Regions from separate parts of the Mus musculus genome. Here regions 1, 3 and 4 are each linked to region 2. The links are chromatin contacts, called in public ChIA-PET, Hi-C and promoter capture Hi-C maps. All regions are on one chromosome and are shown on one strand. Each heading gives the region's core, a stretch centred on a gene start, on an enhancer-like site or on the middle of the called end of the contact. The rest is flanking DNA. Distances are from core to core; before and after follow the strand shown.

The links. A called contact is a pair of places that touch in the nucleus more often than the background predicts. ChIA-PET counts read pairs in DNA pulled down with a chosen protein or histone mark. Capture Hi-C pulls out chosen DNA fragments and counts their contacts.
Region 1: a contact with region 2 is called in a Hi-C map of CD8 T cells, with 1.6 times the contacts expected there. The contact joins the enhancer-like site here to the promoter of Scarb1 in region 2. A contact is called at or near these places in 8 of 484 Hi-C or Micro-C datasets (CD8 T cells, embryonic stem cells, erythroblasts and 2 more), 2 of 115 datasets of contacts at active chromatin or transcription factors (embryonic stem cells and pancreatic cancer cells) and 2 of 9 other capture datasets (adipose tissue and liver).
Region 3: a contact with region 2 is called in a promoter capture Hi-C map of adipose tissue. The contact joins the promoter of Aacs here to the promoter of Scarb1 in region 2. A contact is called at or near these places in 2 of 39 promoter capture datasets (the C10 cell line and neutrophils), 3 of 484 Hi-C or Micro-C datasets (brown adipocytes, peritoneal macrophages and uterus), 3 of 115 datasets of contacts at active chromatin or transcription factors (the SCID.adh cell line, pancreatic cancer cells and pro-B cells) and 3 of 9 other capture datasets (adipose tissue, liver and pancreatic islet).
Region 4: a contact with region 2 is called in an RNA polymerase II ChIA-PET map of memory CD8 T cells, with 14 read pairs. The contact joins the enhancer-like site here to the promoter of Scarb1 in region 2. A contact is called at or near these places in 5 of 115 datasets of contacts at active chromatin or transcription factors (craniofacial prominence, embryonic stem cells, memory CD8 T cells and 2 more) and 2 of 9 other capture datasets (adipose tissue and liver).

What each region holds. Positions count from the first base shown.
Region 1 is chr5:125,202,611-125,205,366 of GRCm38.p6, reverse strand. No RefSeq gene overlaps it. Among named protein-coding and RNA genes, the nearest start is that of Ncor2, 25 kb to the right of the region's middle. Within about 2 kb of position 1,401, at least 121 of the 459 cell types and tissues checked have an H3K27ac peak or open chromatin away from gene starts, as enhancers often do. A contact at or near this core is called in CD8 T cells and myocytes, where this site is marked.
Region 2 is chr5:125,339,652-125,342,472 of GRCm38.p6, reverse strand. Scarb1 (scavenger receptor class B, member 1) reads left to right here and starts at 1,379. Exons shown (of 13, transcript NM_016741.2): 1 at 1,379-1,716. The coding sequence starts at 1,591.
Region 3 is chr5:125,474,431-125,477,271 of GRCm38.p6, reverse strand. It overlaps Aacs (acetoacetyl-CoA synthetase), which reads right to left and starts at 1,399. Exons shown (of 18, transcript NM_030210.2): 1 at 1,163-1,399. The coding sequence starts at 1,295.
Region 4 is chr5:125,158,125-125,160,998 of GRCm38.p6, reverse strand. The region is part of intron 1 of Ncor2 (nuclear receptor co-repressor 2); the gene reads left to right. Among named protein-coding and RNA genes, the nearest start is that of Ncor2, 20 kb to the left of the region's middle. Within about 2 kb of position 1,473, at least 211 of the 459 cell types and tissues checked have an H3K27ac peak or open chromatin away from gene starts, as enhancers often do. A contact at or near this core is called in adipose tissue, craniofacial prominence, embryonic stem cells and 2 more, where this site is marked.

The sequences.
Region 1 (2,756 bases), core at 152-2,651, 140 kb after region 2:
ACTGACTGTTCTTCCAGAGGTCCTGAGTTCAAATCCCAGCAACCACATGGTGGCCCACAACCGCCCGTAATGAAATCTGATGCCCTCTTCTGGTGTGTCTGAAGTCAGCTACAGTGTACTTAAGATATAATAAATAAATAAATAAATAAATAAATAAATATATATATATATATATATATATATTGCTCTATCAGAGGGCTGTGTTTCCACTCCCAGCGCCTTTGTCAGGTTCCAGGGGATCTGGTGCCCTCTTCTGGTCTTCTTGGGTAATGCATACATGTGGTGCACATACAGACAGGCAAAACACTCATCCACATCAAATAAAAATAAATGCACTTTGGTGGGACACACTTTGAATCCTAGCACTCTGGAGGCAGAGGCAGGCAGATCTCTAAGTTTAAGGGCAGCCTGGTCTACAGAGTGAGTTCTAGGACATCCAGGGCTACACAGAGAAACCCTACCTATAAAAATTTTTTTAAAAAAAATAAGAATTAACTAATCTTTAAAGTAAATACTCAGAATATGCTATTATGCTAAATTGGGAGCTGGTCAGTCCTCCAGTAAACAGGACAGGCTGCTGTGAGCTTTGTGGACCTGCGTTCTTTTAACTGTTCTTCTCGTTATGTCAAAGACTCCAGCATCACTAAGAGCAGCCCAGAAGGAGGCTGCAGCCATCAGAACACCATGACAGTGCGCTCACCCGCTGCAGTGAGGCCAAGAACGTGAGTCACCCTCAAAGAGGAAGGGCAAGGTTAAAGGGAAGATGATACATTCCCTAGCAGACTGTGGTGTCAGCTCCAAGAGGTACCATCTGCTAGGGGCCAAGACACTCCCGAACCTTCTTCCCGGAAAGCCTGCATCTCTGCCCTTGAGGCTCAGGACCAGCAGGTGGCTCAGGGATGCCTCTGCCAAATAACTGCCCTTGGATGTTCCAGCAAATTACCACTTCCCAGGGGGAGCGGCAGCACTTCAGCACTAACCATTGCTCTAGCCTGCCCTCCAGCATGTCTGGGGCTTGATGGTGAACCTGTGAGCTCCAGGCCAATGAGAGAAGAGACTCTGCCACGAAGCAAAACAAAAACAACGTGGAAATCTCCTGAGGAACAACTCCCAAGGTTGATCTCTAGGCTCCGTGTGTGTGTGTGTGTGTGTGTGTGTGTGTGTGTGTGTGTGTACACAAACATGTCTGCAACACACACACACAAAGAAATTCGCACATACACACAAAAAAATGGATGTTACCCAGTGTCCAGCAGCTGGAGACTGCTAGTTGTGACAGAGACTCAGCTGTTAAACAGACTGGCGTGCCAATGTGAGCCACGACCTGAGTCAGCCTCGGAGACCTCGTGCTTTGTGACAGACAAAGGCAGAAGGCCGAGTGCCCAGAACTGGCAGATCCACAGAGAAGACACGGGAGAGTGGCTCTCAGAGGCTGGGGAACTGGCAACAGGATGGTCTGAAAGACTCGTCACTTCCCTGCTGAGTGAAGAGAACGTTCTGGCGATGCAGGGAAGCTCTAAGAACTCTGCGTCACTAGCTGAAGAAGGTGGGAAGCCAGCAGAAGTGGTGCTAGCCTCTTTTGATCCAGGCACTTGGGAGGTGGATGCAGGAGGAGCAAGAGTTCAAGGTCATCCTTGGCTGCAGAGTGAGTTCAAGGCTAGCCTGGGCTACGGGAGACCCTGTCTCAGTAGCAACAGACAAATCAAAGAATCACGGTACAAAGGATGCCTCTGACACTTACAGACCACAATGACCTGCCCTCACTGGCTCCCAACTCCTAGATTCTGAGGGGACTACCTTGTTCCTCTTGTCCCCTCATTGATGCCAGGCTCACTTCAGAGGGGCTGGGAGGAGGCTGGGCACTTGTGGGCTCTAGTGTCCCCTCCACCAGCCCCCCCCCACCTGCTGCCGGAAGAACAGAACACAGGCCGCCTCCCTGCAGCTGTCCCTCCCACCCCCCAGCAGACTGAGGGCTGCGACACCACATTCCTGCTGAAGCCTGTGGGTGTCTCCTGACTCCCCCCTTTTGTGCACAGACACTTCTCCGGGTAATGTCCCCGTTGCCATGGCGAGAGGTGCCCTGTTCTATCAGAGCGACAGTCACCACCTAGCTGGGACTGGAGCCAGCTCAGCCCAAGGGCAGATTAATTCTGCCACCACAGTCTGGCTCTGAGCCTCAGGGGAAGCAGCTGCCAGCCACCTAGCTGCTCCTGAGGAGGAGCTGTGCAGAGTGGGGGCATGTGGGGGTCCCCTTGGAGCCATCCCTGGAGTATTCTGGGTTGGAGGCGGTCCAGCTGACATTGATTCCTCCTGGGTGCTCTGTGTATGAGCTACTATGTAACATTGAGCCGCCTGTGCAGTTATTTTAAATAGGAACACCTGAAACCTGCCTTTCACCTTTGTGTCAGGGGCCAGGGCCAGGGGCAAGCTCCTTGCTCTGGACATCAAAGGAAGGGACATGGGAACTTTGTTGTGGAGCCAGGACAGGATGGCCTGGTGAGGGGTGAGGATGATGGACAGCCTCAGGGATGCTGGGGAAGATTCTGTGGAGATAACCTGGAGAAGTCCTAAGGACAAGCCAGCCAGCAAGGAAGCAGGTGTGTGCAAACGCCCTGGGACAGGACTTGCTCAGTGTGTTCAGGGAGTTGGAAGGCAGATGTGAGCAGCTGGCCCTGCGAGTCCCAGAGGTCAGTGACCCCCATGGGTCTTAGAAGAGCAAAGGGTAAAAGGAAAGTATTCTGGAAGCTCTGCCTTGC
Region 2 (2,821 bases), core at 130-2,629:
TGTCTGGGTACCATGGGCATGCGTGGTATACTCAGAGGTCAGAGGAGGGGCATCAGATCCCTTGGAACTGAAGTTAAGGATGGCTGTGAGCTGTCATGTGGGTTCTGGGGACTGAACCCAGGTCCTCTGCAAGAGCAGCAAGTGCTCTTAACCACTGAGCCATGTCTACCTCTGAGCCATCTCTTCAGGCCTGGGTATCTCACCTGAACACGGATGCTGGCGACCAATATCAGGTGTCAAGCACTCTACCAATACGGTCCTTTGCACAGCTAAGTCTTTATTCCATGTGATGGGTGGAATCTGTCAGGGCTGGAAATATGACTTGGCTGTCTCTGGAGAACCTACTCTGACTCAATATGAGCTAACTCTGGGTCATATTGCTGAAGGTGGTCTTCAAGAGCAGTCCTACTGGGTTTTAACAGGAGCTGGGACTCGGTTTTAACAGGTGTGGGGCTGGGTTTTCTCAGCTCCGTATCCACTTTTTGTGTCCTGAGTGGAATGCAGGCCTTGGCCTCACTGAGGAAGGAAGTCACCCCATGCCTCAGGGTTTTTTTTTTTTTTTTTTTTTTTTTTTTTTTTTTTTTTGGCTGTAACACGAAGCATTTAGAATTAAAGGCTTAAAGGCTCTGGCTGTGGTCTGAGAACGAGCTAACTGGGCACTGGGCAGAGCAGGGAAAGACAGAGTCCCTACCACCCTGCTGGTATCCTGAGTGGGGTTCATGGCCAAAGAACGCATAACTGAGCTCAACTGAGCTGGTGGTGTCTCTGGGTGATAAGGAAGAGTCAGCAGAGAGCATAGCCGCCAGGCAGTCTGATAAGCCCCTCGAACACATTCCTGGATGGAGTCAGGGGCCCAGCGCGTGTCTGGGGCCTGGAGTTTTGAGTGGAGGGTATGCTTAAGGCCTCGAGGGACACAGAATTCTGTACGAAGGGTGTGCAAAGGTCCCGGGAGACATGGAATTCCGAGGGGACAGTGTGCAAAGGCCACGAGGGACACAGAATGGAGGGTGTGCAAAAGCCCAAAGGGATATGGAATTCCGAGTGGGGGAAGTGCAAAGGGCCCCGAGGGACACGGAATTTTGAGTGGAGGGCGTTCATGGCCCAGAGGCTGGCCCGGGCTGACTGCAACTGATTTTAATGCAGGGGAGCGGGAGGCATTCGCAGGAGTCCGGAAGAAAGAAGAGGTCGCAGGGGCGGGGGTAGTGGATGCAGACGGTGCCAGGGTCTTCTGCCCTCTGTAGAGGGCACATCGGTTCCCACCTAGACCAGCAACCACCAGGAAAGCCCAGCAGCTCGGAGGGGCGGCGCCCAAAGGAAGCCACGCCCACGCCTCACCATCAGAGCACCGCCCACTCCCCGCCTCTTCCCACCCCTCGCCGGAATCCCGCGCCGAACTCGGGGGCGGGCTGCCCGGGCCATGGCGCATAAAGCCTCTGGCCACCTGCAGGGCTACTGCTGCTCCGGCCACCGCCAGGCACACACCTTGCTGCTGAGGGAGTCTCGGCTTCTGTCATCTCTGTGGCCTCCGTCACCTCTGTCTCCGTCTCCTTCAGGTCCTGAGCCCCGAGAGCCCCTTCCGCGCACGCGGACATGGGCGGCAGCTCCAGGGCGCGCTGGGTGGCCTTGGGGTTGGGCGCCCTGGGGCTGCTGTTTGCTGCGCTCGGCGTTGTCATGATCCTCATGGTGCCCTCCCTCATCAAGCAGCAGGTGCTCAAGGTGAGTGAAGTGTCTTGGGGAGATGGGGGTTGGGGATCGGGACGCAGGGTGGGACGGTGGAGCTACCTCCTCACCACCAGGGAGGCCCAGGCTCACCCCAGAGGCTTGGTCTGAGTCACCAGCGTCCCAGGAGCCTAAACCTCACTGAAGCAGAAGTATGGCCTGGTTGTCCCTGAGTTTCGACTGTAGCTGTCGCGACCTCCAGCCCTTCTGAACGCGCCGGCCGGTGACTGTACCTAGTAACCTCAGAGCTGCGCGAAACCCCTGTACATCTGTGAGGCTCCCACGGGCTCCAGTTCTTTGGGTGCTCTGCCTGTTTCCTCCCGCCCAGATGCCCCAGAGATGCCCTGGCTCGCCCCCACACTGCCTGCCAGTCTCGAGAGTTAAGCTGCTTTCTGCCCCCCACGCTCTGGCAGAGGTAGACACGACTCAGGTCTGCCGAGGATAGGCAGCCCAGCCTCTCCCTTGATCTCAGCCTTAGGCCCTGTTTTGCCCTTTCAACCGGGCACCGATATTAGGCGGGTGGTGCCGGTCCAGCCACAGACTCTGCCCTGGGATCCGGTGTCCTTCTATTTGAGCCGGGAGCTCATTAAGTCCTGGAGATTACCGAGTAATTGTGTTTTCTGAGACGCAGGGTTACTGCGGAAGGGGAAACGGGGGCTGGCTCTCAGGGAACATCCAGTTAGAACTGGATCTGGGATCCAGAAGGGGCTGTTGTCACAGGGTTTGACTGACATCTTTCCTCTTAGCGGGTTTGTTTACTGGGAGTTTAAGAATGGCTTCGTGTCCCATGTCCCATCGCCCGCTGAAAGGAGGGAATGAATGAGGGATACTCCCTCTTGGGCTGGCCGCTACCTGCCAGGTCCTGGCGGGTCTTCAGGATGGAGCCACAGGTGGCTTTCCTGGAGTTGTGGTGGGTATTTCCGAGTTCTCTTGGCCACACTGTCATTTCTCTTGCTTAGAATTTTCAACCCTTGTACATGAAGGTCCCAGGAGTTGCCCTGTCTTGGGTAGAGGGAAGATCCTTCTTGTTGGAGCATCAGAATTGCTCTGGGCCTTTCTGTTAGGTTTGGCAAAGTAGTGGTGACAGCCTTGTCTCAGTGGC
Region 3 (2,841 bases), core at 150-2,649, 130 kb before region 2:
AGCCAGCAAGGGGGTGCACCACGCATAGGGGGCGGGAGAAGGACAGCCAAGTGCTGCTGAGACACTAGGAAGAAGACTCAGAGGGCTGGTGCTCAGGGTGGGAAAAAGAAAAGATTCAGGAAGGATCCGGAGACAGATCCTGGGAGCCAAGACAGACATTGATGCCAACGGAGACAAGGGGATCCCTGCAATTAGAGGGGTAACGGAGGTGAAAATGAAGAAGACAATCAACCAACCAACTCGAACTGAAAACCCCAGGCAAACACCTGAGAAGGGGGGCAGAGCAGGTGGAGGGACTAAGCAAGCCCCATGGATCCCTGGGAACGGCATATGGACAAGAACCTCGCCTGCCAAGGGCCTCTGCCCCACCCATAATCACACAGACCAGGGTGGTGGCTGGAAGCAGGATCTGTTTAGAGCTGGGGTAAGAAAGGACTCTACCTTAATTAACTTTAAAGGAAGGAGGAGGAACGAACTCTGACCTTTTCAGGAACCTGAAATTTCAAGCTGGTCCCTAGCAAAAGGCAGATGGAGGGAGCCTGTCACATGAAACCCGTGAACTCAAAAAGAACTGCAGATAAGGCCCGAAGGAAGCCCCCAACGAATGGAAGTCAAGACCTCAGGAGACATTTCCCAAGCAGGCAAGCCTAGCAAAAGATCGGAGGAACCAGAGGGTGTCTGCCACTTCCAGAGGGTGACTCGCCTGCAGAAAGGGGGCCTCTACAGGCCAGGCGGTGATGCTTCCCAAAACAGTGAAGGAAACATCATCAGAAGACCAGCACCTCCTAGAGGAGGGCCCAGAGCCAGGGGGCTCCCCCAACCCAAAGACAGGGACACTAGCCATCCATCCATCAGAGGCCCACGGCAACATCTAGGAGAACCTCTCTAGAGGGGGACCCCCAAGGCAACGAGGATCCCCCAATCCCTGTGCCATTCATCAAGGTACCTAAGTAGGGAAAGGGAGGGACCTCCCTAGAGGGGTACCCCCAAAGCAGGGGGCTTCCCCGACTGTAAGACAGGAACACTGGTCGGATATCCATCCAACAGAGGCTTATCCCAACAGCTAGCAGGGACCTTCCTAGGGCGGTCCTCCCTGGAGGGAACAGCTTCCGGGAAGGCCCGTGACGGGGGGGGGTGCACTAGCCGCGTGCCCCGTACTCACCAAGCGCCAGGCCGCAGGCGGTACCCACGGCCGCCCGGAAGCGGTCCATCTGCGTGTCCTTCTTGCTGTCAGGCTCCCACATCACCTGGCACTCCATGATCTCCTCGCGCTCGAGCCGCGCCAGCTTGGACATGGTTGCGGAGCTGCGTGGCCGGGGCTGCCGGGCTTTGGCTGAGAGCGGAGAGCGCAAGGCGTGGAGCGGATCAGCGGTGCGCCGACGAACCACAGCGCGAGACTGAACCAGCGCCGGCGCGGCCTGTGGGACATCCGGCCTGGTCACACCCCCAGCAGCCTTCGCCACGCCTCCAGAAAGCCACGCCTCTTGAGACCACGCCCTCTTCTGTAACCCTCCGCCGCGCCGCGCCTGCAAAAGGTGCGCTTGCTGCCAAAAAGAGTGCCTCGCCTGCGCAGGCGCGATAAGCATGTTCCACGCCCTCACTTATTGCACAACTTACCGGGTGTTGCTCTGTTTACTTATTGCCCTCGTTCGTTCGTTCATTCATTCACTTATTCAAATTAAGTTGCTCCTCCAACACTCACTTTAGCTGCGGAGATGTCTTAAGCCTAAAACGCGTGCAGAAGACCTCTAAAATGCGTGTCCGTGTCGCGTGTGCTCACTCACAGGGATGCTGTAGCAGGGATACATGGGGTATATAATGTAACATAAGATACTGAGTGAGTGAGACCTCAAGTCTATCGTCAAGACTGAAAATAAAAGCGTTAAGCACAGGACATTCTGGGGCAAGCCTGAAACCCAGCACTTTAAAGACTAAGACAGGAGGATGACAGTAAGTTCCACTCCAGCATGGACCTCAAAGCAAAACCCTGTAATCGGAATACTTGGGAGGTAGAGGTGGGAGAGGCGTCTGGGCTTTAAGATTATTCTTGTAACAGAGTGAGTTCAAGACTAGCCGGGGCGCCGGGCGTGGTGGCGCACACCTTTCTTTAATCCCAGCACTTGGGAGGCAGAGGCAGGTGGATTTCTGAGTTCGAGGCCAGCAGAGAAACCCTGTCTCGAAAAACCAAAAAAAAAGAAAGAAAAGAAAAGAAAAGAAAAAGACTAGTCCGGGCAAACTTTAAAAAGCCATGTGTTAAAACTAAAAGAAAAGAGAGGGCTAGGGATGTGACTCCATGTTGCTCACAGTGGCTTGCAGGTGACAGAAGGGAGCTTTAGGAAATCTTGCAGGTTTCCGAACAAAGAGAGGAGTCAGTGTCCAGGGCCCCCCAAGCAAGAATACTGTGTCCTGTGGGGTGTGCACGTTCAACTAACTGAAAAGGCCCAGGTCTTTGAAAAGGCCCAGGTCTTTGGTACTATAGCCCTGGAGTAGCAAAGTCAGTGAACGAAACGGTAGCAGCTTAAGTTCGTCCTGGGGGAACATCAGAGATGCTGGCTTTGAATCTGGGGGAGAGCATCAGAAGGTTCCTACAGAGAGAACGCATGCTCAGATCCTACTATGATGAGAACCTTCTGGATGCTAATAGTCTTGTCAGTCCATTTGGTACTTTGCTGTCTACCCAGTGTCTAAAATAACTGAAAACAAGTTAATTTTCTTTCTCTCTTTGTGTGTGTGTGCACATATGCATGTGTGTGCATGGGGGTGGGGGGGCCCACGCTTGCGTTGGTGTGTTTGGAGTTGAGAAGTCAATCATGTCAGAAGTCAATCATGGGTGTCATTCCT
Region 4 (2,874 bases), core at 224-2,723, 180 kb after region 2:
CACCCTCTCCTAAGATTAAGAATTGGTTCCAGATTGTAAGGCTCCAGGCCCATCTTGCTGGCCAGGGATGAGCTTGACCGCTGTCCTTGTGATGGGCAGGCTTCCTCGCTTGTGTCTGGGATCTGGAGTCCCTTGGACCTGGCACACAGCCTCCCAGTGGTTCTGGGAGAGTCACAGCCCAAAGCAGAAACCTATCTGGACCAGGCTGTACATCGTTCCTGGTCACTCCTGGAGTGCAGAGTGCTGGGCCTCTCTTTCCCCTTAGCCCATGTGACCTTGGCTTCCAAACACATGCTGAGCCTCTAGGAATAGTGTCTCCCCCACCTTGGCCTCCTTGAGCCTCAGTTTCTCTGATTGTATGATCAGCCCAAGAGAGAGTCTGGGATCAACATCTCAGAACACAGAGCGGCAAAGCTGTGGTGTGGTGTGGCGTGGAGGGTGGAGGGGTGCTGAGATGTTACCTCATTTGGTAGTGTGGACGCATGGAGGTGACTCAGGGTAACCCCAGCTTGCAGCGAGAACAGGGCAGAGCATGCCGAGCCAGTCTCTTAGGGCTGATCCTTACTGCAGGGGTATGAGGGAATTTTCCTCCTGGATCTGCATTGGGCACCGTGAGGTAGACAACCGTGGCAGGCAGTGTCAGCTCACACAGGGGACTTTGTGAATGGGGAGTAGGAAGGGTCTGCCTCCCACACGACCCCTTCCATGCCAGCTGCCTCTTCTATCTCTGGTTTCGAGACTCTTGACTGTCCCCTGAGCCCCGGGTGACAGATCTCTTTAATCCGCCTCTTGACCCAGGCAATTAATTGCATTCTGGAGATCGATCGTGGCCCTGATCTCCGCCGCAGCCCCTGGCCCAGCACATTCAGCCTCTAGTAGCCTGTTCCTCTTCCATGGGCTGAGACTGGGACCCTCTGCAGGAAGCCTGACTTTGCCTAGGCACTGGATTGAGCCTCCTGGAGCAAGCTTGGTGGGGATTGTTGGCTGTTTTCCGACCCAGGCCTGTGAGCAGCCATGCTATGTCCTCTCTGCAGATGAGCCCCAAGGGCAGCACCCCCCATCTGCTCTCCTGGTCTCTGCCCCACCTTGTTCCCCAGGCCAGGAGTACACAGAGACAGCTGGGAAGGTTAAGTCCTCTCTGTGGGGCCTTGACCCTTTTTCCTGTGTCGTCCCCCCCACCCTGCGTGGAACGTGGTAAAATGTGCTGGCGATGTAGTAGCTTAGTGGTAGGGTGCTTGCTCTGACATGCCTGGGGGCCTAGGTTCTTCTACCCTACCCCTAGCTGCTCAGAAAAACAAAACTAGTTACAATAGTAGTAATAATACCAGAGCGGCACTTGTTGGGAGTGAAGGTTTGCATGGGGCTGGGCCCATGTGCGTGATGGCTGACGGACAGGTGGATAGCAGATGGTGTCTCGGGTTGCCTGGGCCTCTGTGGGCTCCCGGCCCGGTTTGTCCTGGCCTGGCCCTGTGTTTGGCTGTGAGCCAGACTTCCTCTGACCACAGAGAGGCCCTTTCCCTGGGAAGGCGGTCGGTCGATGCGGCTTCATCCTGGCCTCGGCCTCTAATTGCTCCCTCTGGTTCTGCCTTGTGTAGATGGTCCCTCCCCTCCCCTCCTCCCCACCCCATCCCCATCCTGCCCTGGGTGAGAAGCTAGATGGCTTGTCTGAGCAGCCACGTGTATGGGTGGAGGGCCAGGTTCCCAAGTCCCGAGTGAGGATGGAGTACCGCTCCCCATCCCCCATTTCTCCCTGTCCCTGTGGTTCTGGGGCTGTGGGGGGGTTTATCCATTTGTGGAGTCGGGAAGACTGTCACTTTCCTCATAGGGTTGAGGAGACATTACAGTGGCTGGTACAAAGCCCACATGGTGGCTCTGGGTATTGTTCCCATGATGTCAGCTCCTTCCCCCTGCTCGCGCCCCCCCCCCCCCATCACTGTACCCAGACTGAAGGGGCCTGATGTCTTGGGGAGCAGGCAGGTGTACTTGGGGGGCAGCTCTGCTTTCAGTTTCCCTCCTGACCTTGTGATTCTCTTGGTACAGCCCGTGTCCCCTCACTCTTGTCACTAAGGCCCTGTCATGTGGTGTCCCCTCCACCCCATCCCACCCCTGTGCTACCAGCCCTCTTGGCCTTGGTTTCACAGCCCCTGCCCTGCTCCTGGGAGGGCTGCAGGGGTGAGGTGGCCGCCATCCGCCTCCTGCCGTGGCCGTGGCAGCCGAGCTGCTGGAGCTGAGACCTTGGTGGCCTCCCTGTGATTGCTTCTCTGCAGCTTCAAGGAGAGCCGCTGAGGGCGGGCGTCTAGGCTGTCACTTGAGAAGGAAAATAAAATGTCCCCGCGGCTTCTAAATGGAAGGGCGGTGGAGCGGCCTCCTTTGCTTGGCTGTCTCAGCTGTTGGCTCCCACAGTGACACAGGCCCCTGGGGGACAGGGTAGGCTTCCTGTTTACCTGGTGTGGAAAGATGTACCCGGCCGGGCTATCCTGGGAGGGTGGGGGAATCCCCCAGGTCCCACAGAGCTTTGGGGATCTGGCCACTCCAGCTTTGGGTAGCTGGGCTGTCTTGGTCCAAGTCCTCAGACAGCCGTTTATATAGGATTGTCATGGGGCTGGGACGGGGTGTGGTGTGGTGTGTGTGTGTATCACGTGCACGTTGAGGGCTGGACTAGATCTGTGTCTAGTTAAGGGCTTCTGTAGAATATTGTCTCTCTTGATGTTCCTGCAGTTGGGTTTCGTGGCTATCTAGAGCTGCGGGGAGTTCATGTAGGGGAAGATAGCTCCTGGTGAGCAGTGTTACTTCTCTAGGTATCTGTCGGGGGCTGTGTGGAAGTGGAGGGTCCTAAGTAGGAACTGAATGCCGGGTGCCTTGCTCCAGACACGG